Linked DNA regions of Mus musculus: region 1 is linked to region 2. A link is a contact called in public Hi-C data. All regions are on one chromosome and are shown on one strand. The core of a region is the stretch at or near the end of the contact, and the rest is flanking DNA. Distances in the headings are between cores, read along the strand shown. Region 1 has its middle 92 kb from the start of Gm41945. Region 2 overlaps Nckap5 (NCK-associated protein 5).

Region 1 (6,958 bases), core at 2,858-5,357, 500 kb before region 2:
AAAAGTCTGCTCGTGGTCAGTACAGAAATAATCTTTGATCACAGAATAACTGGATGTGAAGCCCACTGAGTATAGGAGATCATTTTTCTTTGGGGAGATTTCTAGGTCCCGTTTTCTTTACCTCTAAACACCCTAAGGGAGAGGGTGGGACCGCAAAGACTACCCAGAGCTTCAGAGCGCATACTGCTCTTACAGAAGACCTGAGTTTAGTTCCCAGCCCACACCTCACAACCACCTATAACTCCAGTTCCAGGGGGTTGGACACTCTTCTCTTGCCTCTGTGGATACCTGCATTTACACATACTCCTGTCTATACATTTACCTGTATAGACACATACTCCTATACAAACACACATATGCATAATTTAAAAAAATAAAACAAATTGTTATCTTTGAGCATATATTTACTTTTCTTTTACTGAGATCCAAGGTATAATCACACCTGCTGTGTTTGGTCACCTCACACAGACATTTATCAAACATTTGTCCTTGACTTTGACAAGAATGACAATTTGAGGAGTCTAGGGAATTTGATTCATGGACAGTCCTTCAATACATTCCTAACATTTTCTTAGATTTTATATATTTTTTGTTTTGTTTTGTGAGGCAGTGGCAGAAAGGATGTTCTGTATTTTGGTGGATCATATCAGGGAGCATGTGTGGCAACTGTGTCCTGAGGTGGTGTGTCAGCTACTGTTCTATTACTGTGAGGAGACACCATGATCAACTTACAAAATAAAGCACTTAATTGGGGGTTTGCTTACAGTTTCAATGGGTTAGTCTATTGTTATCATCATGGTGGGGAGTGTGAGGCAGACAGGCAAGCAGGCATGCTGCTGGAGCAATAGCTTAGAGCTTACATCTGATCAGCTGTAAAGTTGCAGGCAGAGAAAGAGATAGATAGATAGATAGATAGATAGATTTTTTTTGACAAGGCCACAGCTTCTACTTCTTTAACATCATATTGTTTTTCCTCCTATAGGGTTCCAGACCGCTTTAGCTCCTTGGATACTTTCTCTAGCTTCTTCATTGGGGGCCTGTGTTCCATCCAATAGCTGACTATCTGTACGTGTGTCCATGTGCTACCAGATGCATGTGGCAATCAGAGGCTGACTTTCAGGAGTCAGATCCGTTTTCACTGTATGCATTCTGTGGATGGAACTCTTTAACTTCTGAGCAATCTTTTTGGCTATGATCCCACGTGAATTGTTTCCTTTTATAATTTATTTTTTGATGATTTTCATAGGTGTATATAGTGTCTTTGTTGTATTCATTTCTCATTATTCTGACTCATTCCCCCCCCCAACTCCATCTGACCCTTTTCTTCTCCCAACCAGTCCCCCTACTTCAATATCTTATTTTTTTCATGCTGAGTTTAATTTGTTGCTTTCACATGTATGAAATGGAGTTGACTGCTTGCATATGGAATGGAGGCTATGTACTAGATTATGGGCAACTTACCAGTGACCACAGCACCAAAGAAAAAGAAATGACTCTTCCTCCTTAGCAACTACTCATAGCCAGTAGATCCTTTGCTAGAGATGAGGTCTCATGAGTCCCTTCCTGGATCCATGATGGAATGTTGACTGCCTCAGTCTGGTACAGGTCTTGTGCACATAACCACAGCTGCTGTGAGTTCATTAATGAGTTTGCCACATGCCACACCAAAATGCAACAGCTCACACACTCCTCCCAGTTCTTTCTCTTACATTCTCTCCACCTTTTTTTTTTTTTTCTGTAATGTTCCCTCATCCATTTTATTCTTATCTGGCCAACAATCTTTCATGTTTGGCAAACCTATGAGCTATTTCTGAGGGGAGTAAGAAACCTATTTTGCCTACAATGATTTCTGTGCCTACCATGTGCATGAAACATGACGGCTGTTCAATAACTTGGTGTTAAATGAATGCGCACAAATTACAAAATTGATTGGCATCAAAGGATTATTTTTTGTCAATAATTATAAAAATCCATTGCATTTGGCTCAAGTTCAGAGATGCCTTGTATACACGCAGCGGTCTCGTGGGAGCTCATATTATCTGCTCAGACAGGTTCTGGGAGGGCTTGCTCGGAGAGAAATGCTCTGAGCCTGAGGTAGCACTGAGACCACACACTCACTCTGCTCTCTGTACCTCTCTGTACCTATTCTTACTCCTTTCCTGTGGCTGAGTCTAAAATGATTTGCACAGGAAACTGAATTCCTGTCCTTCCCAGGAACACCAAGACTGCCTTCACTGTCATCGCTGAACCCTGTTATTGCTCGCTAGCCAATCCCATTCTCTAGGAGTTGGGTTGCCTAAGTGTTGGAACTTGACCCTGGCTGATGAGGTGACAAGTCCGGTTGTAATAGAATATGTGAGTGTGGGCAGAAAACTCACACAGAGGGAAGTGTGGCTTTTTGTAGGGGAAGGGTCATATAGAATCCACTTTTAAAAGAGGAGCTTTTAAAATAATTAAGCAAAAGAAAGTGTCATGCAAGGAGAGAGCATGACCAAGGGATGATAGGCATGTAAAGGACACATAGGCACATGGGAAAGAGCTAGGAACCCTGAAGTAGAGCGTCAAGGACAGAGAGGTCAGAGTCTTCATTCTCAGGGGTATGGTGCTATTTGGAAAAGCCAGGGGCTGACAGACACCCTGCCCTTGCTCTCCTTCCTCACTCCTGCTAGCCACACCAAACTGGCAGTAAGGAGAATACCCAGCCCACACTACAGAAACCAGTCTTCAGACCAGGGAAGAAGGAGCTATGACAGGAAGGAGATGGAGGTGGCCAGCTAGAGACATAGCCAGGCAGAGGTCAGGACAGGAAGCCAAGACAAAGGACAGTTCAGTTACCAGATGGAACTCATTCCAGAACGTGGGTCTGCTGTTAGACAGGCCTCCTTGGAAAGCACTGAAAAGGGTGTTTCAGGGAAAATCAGTTTCATCTGTATGCATGTTAATGGCTGCTCTTTGAGCTGATTACCGTAGATGTAACTGAGTAGTCTCAAGAAATAGAGAGTAGCCAAGTGTTAAATAGGTTCTCAGAGGGCACTTTATCTTAAACGTTGTGCTTAGAGCACCCGGGGATGCTGCCACTGGGTCATTTGATCAAAAGCTCAAATAAAAAAAGAGAGTGGATTGTGCCCATGCCGTGGGCACAGATCAGACCCATGCCAAGGCTCCCTAGACTTCAGCTCTCCACAGTGGTACCAAGCCCCTCCCCCATATCCTCAAGCATATGACTGTTTTATTAGGCAGTGAGTGCAGCCGACAGTCTACTGAATGCATGACAGTTATCATCCTGAATCTCCTTGAGGGACTCTGAGCTCAGGACAGTATGAGAAGCCACAGCCAGCTAGTGGGGGGGAGTGATGCTAGCAAGGGGCTGTGCTTTTATGTCCTGGCTCTTCTTCTGATGATGCCAGACTTCACAGTGTTTCTGCAAAGTGGGCTTCTCTCCTCTCTCTCTCTCTCTCTCTCTCTCTCTCTCTCTCTCTCTCTCTCTCTCTCTCTCTCCCTCTCTCCCTCTCTCCCCTCTCTCCCCCTCTCCCCCTCTCTCCCTCTCTCCCTCTCTCCCTCTCCCCTCTCTCCCTCTCTCCCTCTCTCCCTCTCTCCCTCTCTCCCTCTCTCCCTCTCTCCCTCCCCCTCTCCCCCTTTCTGTTGCACATGTAAGCATGTGCATGTGGAAGTCAGAGGTCAATCCGAGCTATTTCTCAAGTACCATTCACCTTGCTGTTATGAGACAGGATCTCTTGTTGTTTGGCTTGGAGCTCACCAAGTAGGCTAGGTTGGATATGCCTATTTCCTTTTCTCCAGTTCTAGGATAACAGGCACATGCCATCATGCCTGATATTTTCGTATGACATTCCTGGTATGGAATTTGGATTCTCAGGCTTGCAAAGCAGGTACTTCACCAACTGTGCCATCTCCTGAGCCACGTTCTTCATTAGTCACGTAAGGTCTGGCTCTGTATCTCAGGCTCAGCTTGAATTCTGGGCTCTCCCTCCTTAGCAGCGGCATTTCAGTGTGAGCAATTGTCAGAGCTGCTTCTGTTTGTCTAGGTGAGCTGCAGATCAGGGTTGAAGCTACTAATTCTGGGCTCCTGCTCCACCCACTGCTGCAGCTAGATGGCGCTGCATCCATAGTTTTAGGCATGCGGTCATGGGTTTTTGGAGCATAGCTCACAAAACACACAGAAAGGAAGTTTCTTCCTGGGATTTCTTGGTGTGAAAAGCTACCTCCCAGGATTAAATTCGAGACTTATAGGAGCTGTGGGTGCATGGCACAATTTAAACATTCCTGTGTTTTCTTAATTCCCAGTAAGATGATTAGGCTGCAAGCAGAAATGTGATGAAATTCCACCAAAAAAAAAAAAAAAAAAAAAAAAGAGAGAGAGAGAGAGAGAGAGTGCAGATGTTGTGTCAGCAATCCCCCCTCCTCCTTTCTCCTGTCTTTCAATCCTGAAATGTAATCTTGCCACCTGGGCAAATGGAAATAGTATTTTATTTATTTTATTTATTTTAAAAACCTGGTGAGTAACATCTCCGGGACTATGCGGATGTCCAAATAGCTGAGAGGAAGTGAACAAGTCCAGATGCTTTATCTTCTTGGATACAGAGGTTTAACTCAGAAAGGGCACCCGTGGCCTGTGAAACAGTGCAGCGTATCTGTTAAAACGGTTTTACATATAGACGTGGGGCTGGGAAGATGGCTCAGTGGGGAAGGGGGCTTGCTGTCAAGCCAGAGGAACTGACGGATCTAAATCCAATCCCGAGACCCTACGTAGGTGCTGGAAAGAGAACTGATTTTCCCAAGCTATGTTTGACCCCCATCTGAGAGCCAAGCATGTGTGTGCCCCCCCTCCAATAACTAAATGAACGAACGTTCTTTTAGGAGAAGAACACACTGAATACATTGAGATATACAACTAATGTCTGCTAGCACACGTTTTAAAAATAAGATACACAGTTAAGATATACACGTTGTTTTTATATTTATGCTATAGATTTTGCAATTTTCAATGATAACCAGATAACACTGTGCTTAAAGGGTCAGACTATAATGAGAAAATTTGAGGAGGGAGGGGAGTAGAAAAGAATGAATATGAAACGCAAGAGAGCCTCCGAATGAATGACGCTTTGGAGCAGAGAAACGAGAAGGCCGATGGGTTTGGAATGTCCTGCACTTGAGATCTTGCAGTGTTAAACGAGACAGAAGGCAGCACCCACACAGGCGTTTGGTAACACGTAGGAGGCTAACGTCAAACTAACTTAAAGCCCAGTGCAGCAAGCCCGTGGCTGGTCGGCTGGGTGTTGTCTCAATTAAAAAGATTTCAAGTTCCATAAAAAGAGCCAAGGCAGGTTTTGGTGATGCCTATGCAGATAACATTTGGCGGAACTTTGGTGTGGGGAGAGATGTGGTCCCTCCACACAGCGGCGATGAAGGGAAGAGCAGAGACAATAGTATTTCCTCCTCAATGTTGTAGGTAGGTAGATTCTGCCGTGAATCTGACCTGTGGAAGAGAACCATCTTTTCTTTGGGGTGTCGATATGGCTTTGGAGTAGGAGCACTGTTCATCTGGAGTGGGAGCACTGTTCATCTTGCGGACAGTTTTCTTGTCTCACCTGACAGCCTAGCCTCTCATGGTAGCAGCTGAGTACCTAGAATGTAGGATCACTAACTTAAAAGGAGTTGCTAGTTATCCATGGACTCACTGTGAAAAGAGATTTTTCTAGGGCTGGCTAAGAGTGAGTACCACTGTTGCAAAGGACTAGGGTTCTGTTCCCAGCATCCATGTCAGGTGGCTCACAAATATCTGTAAGCCCAGCTGGAGGCAATCTGATGCCCTCTTCTGAATTCCATGAGTACCTATGCACACAGAGAAGGGAAGAGAGAGAGAGCAAGAGAGAGAGTGAGCGAGAGAGAATATGAATACACATGCACATAAAAACAAAACAAACCTTTTAAAATAGGAATTTTTTTCTTCAGAAAGAAGATAGAGCATCTTTTCTCTCCACCACATCCTCCTTTGTAGGGTTTCAATTTAGCGTTTTCACACTATCGATGACCAGATATTGACACATGCTCATCACTGGAATCGGAAGATCAGATGGGAGCCAACAGAGAATTACAGGGTCCTTTCAACTAATTACAAAACCATAGAGCTCTGCCCTCTGCTGGCTGTCTTTGGAATAGAAATGACAGTATGATCATAAAGGTGCATGAAGAGGAACCCTGTCTGTAGCCATCACTTTGTTCAAAGGCAGCTTTAGAAGGTTCAGGGGCTCACAGTGTTAAGGGGTACAGTCTGTTACAGAAGGACTGCATGGCAGCAGGAACATAGGGCAGGTGGTCACATTGTTTCCAGTCGGGAAATACAGCAGATGAGCACCCCTGCACTGCTTTCCTTCTCTCTGTAATTCGGTCCAGGACCTCAGTTCATGGCATGGTGCCACCCATATTTAACATGAGCCCTCTCATCTCGATTGATTGAATCAAATAATCCCTTCACAGACAGCATGGAGCTTGCATCTTCAGCTACTCTGGAGTGTCTCAAGCTGAGAATTAATATTGATCACCACACTTCTTTATGGCAGATATTAGCAACAGCACCATTTAAATGTTGTCTCCCCACGGCCACAGGGAAATCCACCTTTCAGTACTGGATCAGATGCATTTTTATGGAATTTACAATCATAACTTTACAAATCTAGTTTATCAAGCATTTATGAACCAGGTGCTGTTTGAGACTATCTGCTTCTACTGTAGAGCAATAACTATTTGAAGATCCCTGGATACCAATACCTTATTACTATATATTTATTTCCCCGTGCGTGCATGTGTGTGTGTGTGTACATGTTTATGTGTGCATATGTGTATGTGTGTGCATGTGTGTGTGTGTGTGTGTGTGTGCGTGTGTATTCTGTTTGTGTAGGCAGGGTCCATATAAACTAAGGCATGCATGTGGAGGTCAGAG
Region 2 (6,533 bases), core at 1,626-4,125:
GGAAACCAAATATATAATAAATATATAGGAAGTCAGAAAAACAAGGGTAGAGTTAGGTACGTGTTTAAGAATGGAGGGCAACTCATATAAGCAGATATGTGCTTATTTACTTATGCAAAAGAAAATCATGAAGTATAAGCCAGAAACTAAATTGAATAGGAGAAAAAAGATAGGAAAAGTAGAAGGAGGATTGGGGTAGAAGGGCCACCAGGCCTGCGGGGCACTGCTGAGGATAAACATTTGTGTATCTCTGAATGTTATAGTCACCAAAATGTCTCATACTCACTCTATACACCTGCAGGATAAATAACTAAATAAATGCATGTGGAGCCTAAAATCAAATACAGTCATTACAGATAACATCTGTGTGTGTATATTTATGTAACATTACATATTATAACATCTAACATACATTAGATAAATTGTAATATATTATTTATCGATTATTTATATAAATAATGTATAAAGTTATAAGTTATATAAATATGAGATATGTTTATCTAATATAGTGGATAAATAAAAGTGTTTGATATATAACATTTATTGTAGATTAGCTTCACAGAAAACTTGTAATGTATGTTATAACATGTATAATATATACATAATTATATATACCTATAATATATACATAAATTAAATGTTTTTTATGTTTATGTTTTACTTTATATTATATTTTATGTTTATATCATTATGTTTATATTCCTCAAAGGAATGTGTGGACACATAGCTGAGGAGCAGAGCTAAGGAAGGTTGCTAATCAAGCCTATTGGATTTTGTTGAAGGCAGGCCTGGCTAGTAGGACTTAACCACTGGCAGCTGGAAGAGTAGTTACCCCATCAGGCTTAGAGGAAGTACGGGTATGAGTTTTGAGTGGTTCTATTTAAGGTGTCTTAGCACAGTGTCTGTTCAGATGCCGCAATGCTGTTGTGAACATGTCACGCCAATGACCTGCCTATGTTGGTGAAGAAACTAGTGGCTCGAGTGAAGTCTAGTCACAGAGAGACGCCTGCCCGTGTGAATACAGTTCTTCCAAATCTGTTTCCTTTCATCCAGTTCCCCCACAGTTACACTACGTTTCTTCACATAAAAGAATAATGTTCTACTTGCTTTCTATGAGTATGATAAAATAACCTGACAGAAGCAACTTAAAGGAGAATAGTTTATTTTGGCTTACAGTTGAAGAAGGAATCAGTCCTTCATGGTGGGTGAGACATGGCAGCAGGCACATGAGGCTGGCTGGTCACACTGCAGCTATACATAGGAAGCAGAGAGTGAGCAGAAAGGAGGAGCTGAGTATAAAGCCTCAAAAGCCACCCCACACATTAGTGGCCCACTGACTCTAGTGAGGTGCCGCCCCCTGAAGGTCCCACAACATTCCCAAAGAATGGGAACCAAGTGTTTAATGAGCCTTTGGGGGACAATTCTTATTCAAACCGTACCAAAGAGAAAACATGGTTACTTCCATCATCGACAGTGTCCCTTCCCAACTTCCTGCCACTCACAAACCCAGAGCTTATGAAATCCACATAGTCATCAGAAACTACATGTCAGAACCCAGGCTCTCTTCATGGTTTTTGGCTATGGCTGGCTTGGAGATCTATCCCTCCAGCCTCCTGAACTGGAAGCCCTGCATGACAGCATACTATAGACGTCTTGGGCTTTATTTTCATAAATACATGTTCAATCTGGGCCACAGCCTCTAGCAAGTGACAGAATTTGTGATGCATAATAAACTGGGTGCACGCAAGAGTGGGCATAGTTTAACAATCAGTGGAGTGTTAATAGACAGAATCTGTTTCCTCTGTCTGGAATGCTAGGGTTCTTTGGTTGATTAAACGGTTTTGTTGTTAAAAGGTTAACCATTTTGTAAATATCTCTGGCCTTTAACCTATAGAATTGACTCAAGAAGTAGCATACATGTGTATCCCTGATACATTGGTGCGTGTTTTGCTGTTGTTCAAGTATAAATATTTGACGCCATCCTTAAGGATGGCTACAGATTTTGTTTAATGACAAATAATTATATAGTTGGGGCTCAAGTATTCATCTAAAAAGTGCCTTCAAAGTGTCAACCCTCAAAAGGATGTGGAGAAATGTGAGGAGACATTATTTTTGAGAGAGAGAGAGAGAGAGAGAGAGAGAGAGATAGTTTTCGCTGCAGGGAGGTGTTATGTGCACACGATTGCTGTACCCAAAGAAGTCAGAAGAGGGCGTTGAATTTTGCTGAGCTGGAATGAGAAGAGATTTTGGGCCACTTGATCTGCATGTTGGGGACCAAACTCAGGTGCTCTGCAAGAGCAGTATGTGCTCTTCAACCACTGAGCCATTTGTCTGTCCAGCCCCAAAGACCTTTTAATATTGTAGGTTTGATCTCATGAAAAATCACAATGCTAAAGAAGGCATTTCTCTCACAGCGCACTTAGCTTCCCATTAAGAATGTCTTCAATTATTTTCTCCAACCGATGTTTATTCCTTTAAGTCTGTACATGCATTGACATGCTTAATAGAAAGAATTCTTCTTAAGAACACCAGTGATCAAAAGGCCATTTGCTTGTCACTTAAAGATGAACAGCTATTTTAAGCCCTATTTTCTCTTTTAAAGATAGCCCTTGGGGGATTCCCTCGTTACTTCTCTTCTCTCTACTTCAGTGCCAGATTTCTGCCTTTCTTTCCCTTGTTTCAGCATTTTCATTTACTCATTTTGTCGTGTAGCTTTGATGGGGATTTGAATGGTTTGAGTGCTGCCTGATCACTTACTGGGGTCTCCCCTTGGCCTACGATCCACAGTTCTGTGCTGAGAGCACAAGATGCCGAGCTTGGTCTTCTGCCCACAAGATTTCATTGTTGATTTAGGCTTTCCACCAGAAGAGGGCACCACATTCATTAAAATAACATCCGTAATCCAAGCTGAGCTTTGTATGTCCTTAACAGGTTCCAGACAGGGTGTGTGCAACCTCACCTTCCATCAGACCTCATAAAAAACATGACAGCTGTTCTTTGGAGGGTGGGGACTGCCTTAGGAGCCAACACCACGGGCCTGCAGTCTGAGGATGCAGCGGCAGGAAGGAGAGATCTGTTTTAATGATGTTCTCTGACAATAACAAGAGCAAGGAACAGCAAGTCTAAAACACCGTGCCTCCTCTCCAACGCTCACATATCTACTCAGTTGGGGATTATATTTTTTTTTTTCAGAGCTGAAAGGATTGGTTCTTTAATTAAGCATGTAATAGCCTTCTATTTATCATTCCGCAAAACAACTGCCTCCTTGTATGGGGCGATGCCACAGTATGAAAAATAGCATGTTTCCTTCCCTTCTGCCGAAACTTGAAGGTGTTGTTAACAGCAGCGGGCCTCACGACGTACCCCCTTCATCTCTCCATGTACCTGCTCATGTGTCCAAAACTCCAGTGGAAAGCATTGATTCATTTGGATAATTACACATGGCTTTCAGAGTCTTAAAATTCTAAATACCCTTCTGCTTAGTAATGTGTTAATCTGTCAAAAGCCGTTTAGCTATTCATCCCAGATTTATTTATGAGCCCGAGCAATATTGTCATCCAAATTACCCACGGAAGAGATGGTTATGTCTCCTAGAGGACTGGGGACAGTTTATTCTAGTAGCATACCTGGGACAGTGCATCCGCGTGTGAACCGCAAAGATGAGTATCTCAGTGCCAAGAAGCAGAAACAGGGTAGGATGTCAGGCCACACCTGGAGTTCATGGCAGATACCCTAGCATTTCTGAGGCCTAGGTTTGTTCCATCATGGGACTGCTTCCAAAGACTATAAAAAGGAACCTTAACAGAGACAGGAAGAATGTTTCAGAAAGAATACAGATGCTTCCAGAAGTTTTACCCAATGCACCAATACTCTGTGTGGAGTCTTGTCTGTAGTTTACATAAAAATCACTGTCCGGTGGACCAGCGAGACGTCTCCATGGGAAGAAGAACTTCCCATACAAGCCTGATGACTTCTGTTCCATCCCTAGCAGCCACATGTCACCATCCCTGGGAGATAGGCACTGTGTGGGTGAGATGGGAGTCGGTAGACTCAAGTGGAAGCTCACCAGGCAGCTCACCAGTCAGCTACACTGGAGTCGGAGCAGTGACAGGAGTAACCGAGACTCTGCCTTGACATGTGGGAGGTGAGAACTGACTCCAGAGAGTTGTTCTCAGACCTTCACATACGTGTTGTGGTCTGTCTGTCTGTCTGTCTGTCTGTCTCTCTCTCTCACACACACACATACACACTCAGCACATGTGCTCTAGTATTTTAGTAAAGAGTTATTTCTTGGGAGTAGATGGTGTTTTGGGAGCACTGTATTTGCTATTCTTTCCTTATCCTTCCTGGGGCCAAAATATGTGCATGATACTGAATAGTAACAGTCGTGGTAGGGGTGATGCTCCCAGCCAGCAGGTAAGCTGCCTTTTTACAGCAGCTATCCCACAGTCCTTTGGGAACCTGTAGTGAACGCCGTCACAGTACACTCTGGGTAATGGTGACAGGAGCTGATATTTGTGGAGCTACTTTTCTGCCCAAGCTCTTTCTGATGACCCAGAGGAAGCTGTTATTATTATTAATCCTCGTTGGACTCGTTCAGGGAAGTTAAATAACTGGCCTGGCCTCCATCTAGGAAGATACAGAGCTGGCGTTTGAACTCCAGCTGCCCCTGAAGTCCACAGAACCCAGCCCACACTACTGCCTCATACTGCCTTCTGCCGTCGGAGCCCCAAGTGGGGAAATGTTACATTTTTTCCTTTAAAACAACCTCATTTTCTAAAGAATCATTTTGTATGAGTAACAGAATTATAGAATATGGTATTCCCATGAAAAAAACTATATTAAAATATGTCATACAAGATAAAGACACATCCTTTTTAATGTTGGTGTTAGCATGTGTTAATTATATAAATTAAAGGTGATGTTCCATATCCAGACATAATGCATTTTGGTATTTACCCACATTGCCTTCTATTGTCCTCCTTCCCCTCTCACCAACCCCCATCTGTTATTAGACACGTTCTCACGACCGGCCAGGAAGAACACCACAGACCAGAATCTTCTGCGGCAAGGCTTTATTGCTTACATCTTCAGGAGCCAGAGTGCAAGAAGCAAGAGAGCAAGAAGCAAGAGAGAGAGAAAAGCAAGAGAGAGAGAAAAGCAAGAGAGCGCGAAAACGAAACCCCGTCCCTTTTTAAGGAGCATTCTCCTTCGCCTCGGACGTGTCACTCCCTGATTGGCTGCAGCCCATCGGCCGAGTTGACGTCACGGGGAAGGCAGAGCACAAGTAGTCATAAGATACCCTTGGCACATGCGCAGATTATTTGTTTACCACTTAGAACACAGCTGTCAGCGCCATCTTGTAACGGCGAATGTGGGCGCGGCTCCCAACATCTCCCCCTATCCTTTTAATAAGAGCAAATAGGCCACCCATATTAATGAGAGTGGAGATAGAGGTCAAATCCCCAGTGTGTAGGTAAAGGAGCCATGTACAGGATTAGCTCTTAGGCTCACAGGCTTTTACCCAGAGCAACCCTGACCTGCTCCCGTGTCGTTTTGCCTGGGGGAAGGGAACTAGGACACTGAACCTTCATGAAAGATGACATGTCTCCCTAGAATAGGCTCATATATGCCGCAGAGCCTTTCCATTGCAGTGCTTAGCCTTGCAACTCTCTCGGGCTGCTGAAGCACACTCACTCTATCCCGTGCAATGAGTCTAGCCTCATGGGATATAAGAGCTGAGTGGCCAGCGACCTATTGCCTAAGCATAGATATATCATATATCAGGGGGAGCTCCATGTTCTAGTCCTGCAAGCGCCTGGGCAATAACCACCTTGTCTCTCCTAGTTTAGGCCTTAAGCTTACAGACCAATCAAAGAAGCAACACTAATCCACAGCAAAGTGTATCTCCAAATAATATTAATCCCACCCATTTTTTAAAGAAAGAAAATGCTGAGGAGATCCAATTGGGTAATCCTTTGGTCAGCGACAGGTCCAAGCGCGTGGAGTTGACCTGAAGTCTCAATTCCCGAAGGATCTGTTCAAATTCAGCCATCCAATTCTGTAACATATACTGAAAAAGACTTTTTGACAATTTAGCTGCCCTAGTAAATTTAACATACTGAATGGAAATAACACACAATCCCGGAAACTTTTGTTCACATCCCTGCTGAGTTATTTGTCATAATACATTTAGTTGTATCTGGACAAGATCTATGAGTTGATTAACCAGCATGAGACCTCTCTGTATCTTGACATTAGCTGAGGCCTGTTCATCTATGACTGTAGTCACTGAGGCTGACAAAGTGTTAATGGTGTCAGTCGTCTGGACCTGTCCAGACAGAGCCAAGGCTGTCTGAATCAAGGCTAAACCCAGTTCCTAGTTAGTGGTAAAAAAAGCAGGAGAATACTTGAGCATTATACATCACCGTCATTGGGAGTGGAAATGTCGACATTATCCCCCAACGCTGCTCTCTTTTTATTATTGACGCCCTGGACATCACCAAGACGAGGGACATTAGTATTCCCTTGGT

What was found. Hi-C and Micro-C count contacts between places; a contact is called where the count stands out from the background.
Region 1: a contact with region 2 is called in a Hi-C map of cortical neurons, with 7 times the contacts expected there. The contact joins two enhancer-like sites. A contact is called at or near these places in 2 of 15 datasets of contacts at CTCF or cohesin (the NIH/3T3 cell line and stem cell-derived epiblast-like cells), 48 of 484 Hi-C or Micro-C datasets (the AtT-20 cell line, the G1E-ER4 cell line, the HL-1 cell line and 31 more) and 6 of 115 datasets of contacts at active chromatin or transcription factors (astrocytes, bone marrow-derived dendritic cells, differentiating embryonic stem cells and 3 more).

What each region holds. Positions count from the first base shown.
Region 1 is chr1:126,929,075-126,936,032 of GRCm38.p6, reverse strand. No RefSeq gene overlaps it. Among named protein-coding and RNA genes, the nearest start is that of Gm41945, 92 kb to the left of the region's middle. Within about 2 kb of position 4,107, at least 12 of the 459 cell types and tissues checked have an H3K27ac peak or open chromatin away from gene starts, as enhancers often do. A contact at or near this core is called in brain and cortical neurons, where this site is marked.
Region 2 is chr1:126,428,168-126,434,700 of GRCm38.p6, reverse strand. The region is part of intron 4 of Nckap5 (NCK-associated protein 5); the gene reads left to right. Among named protein-coding and RNA genes, the nearest start is that of Gm35562, 390 kb to the right of the region's middle. Within about 2 kb of position 2,875, at least 21 of the 459 cell types and tissues checked have an H3K27ac peak or open chromatin away from gene starts, as enhancers often do. A contact at or near this core is called in brain and cortical neurons, where this site is marked.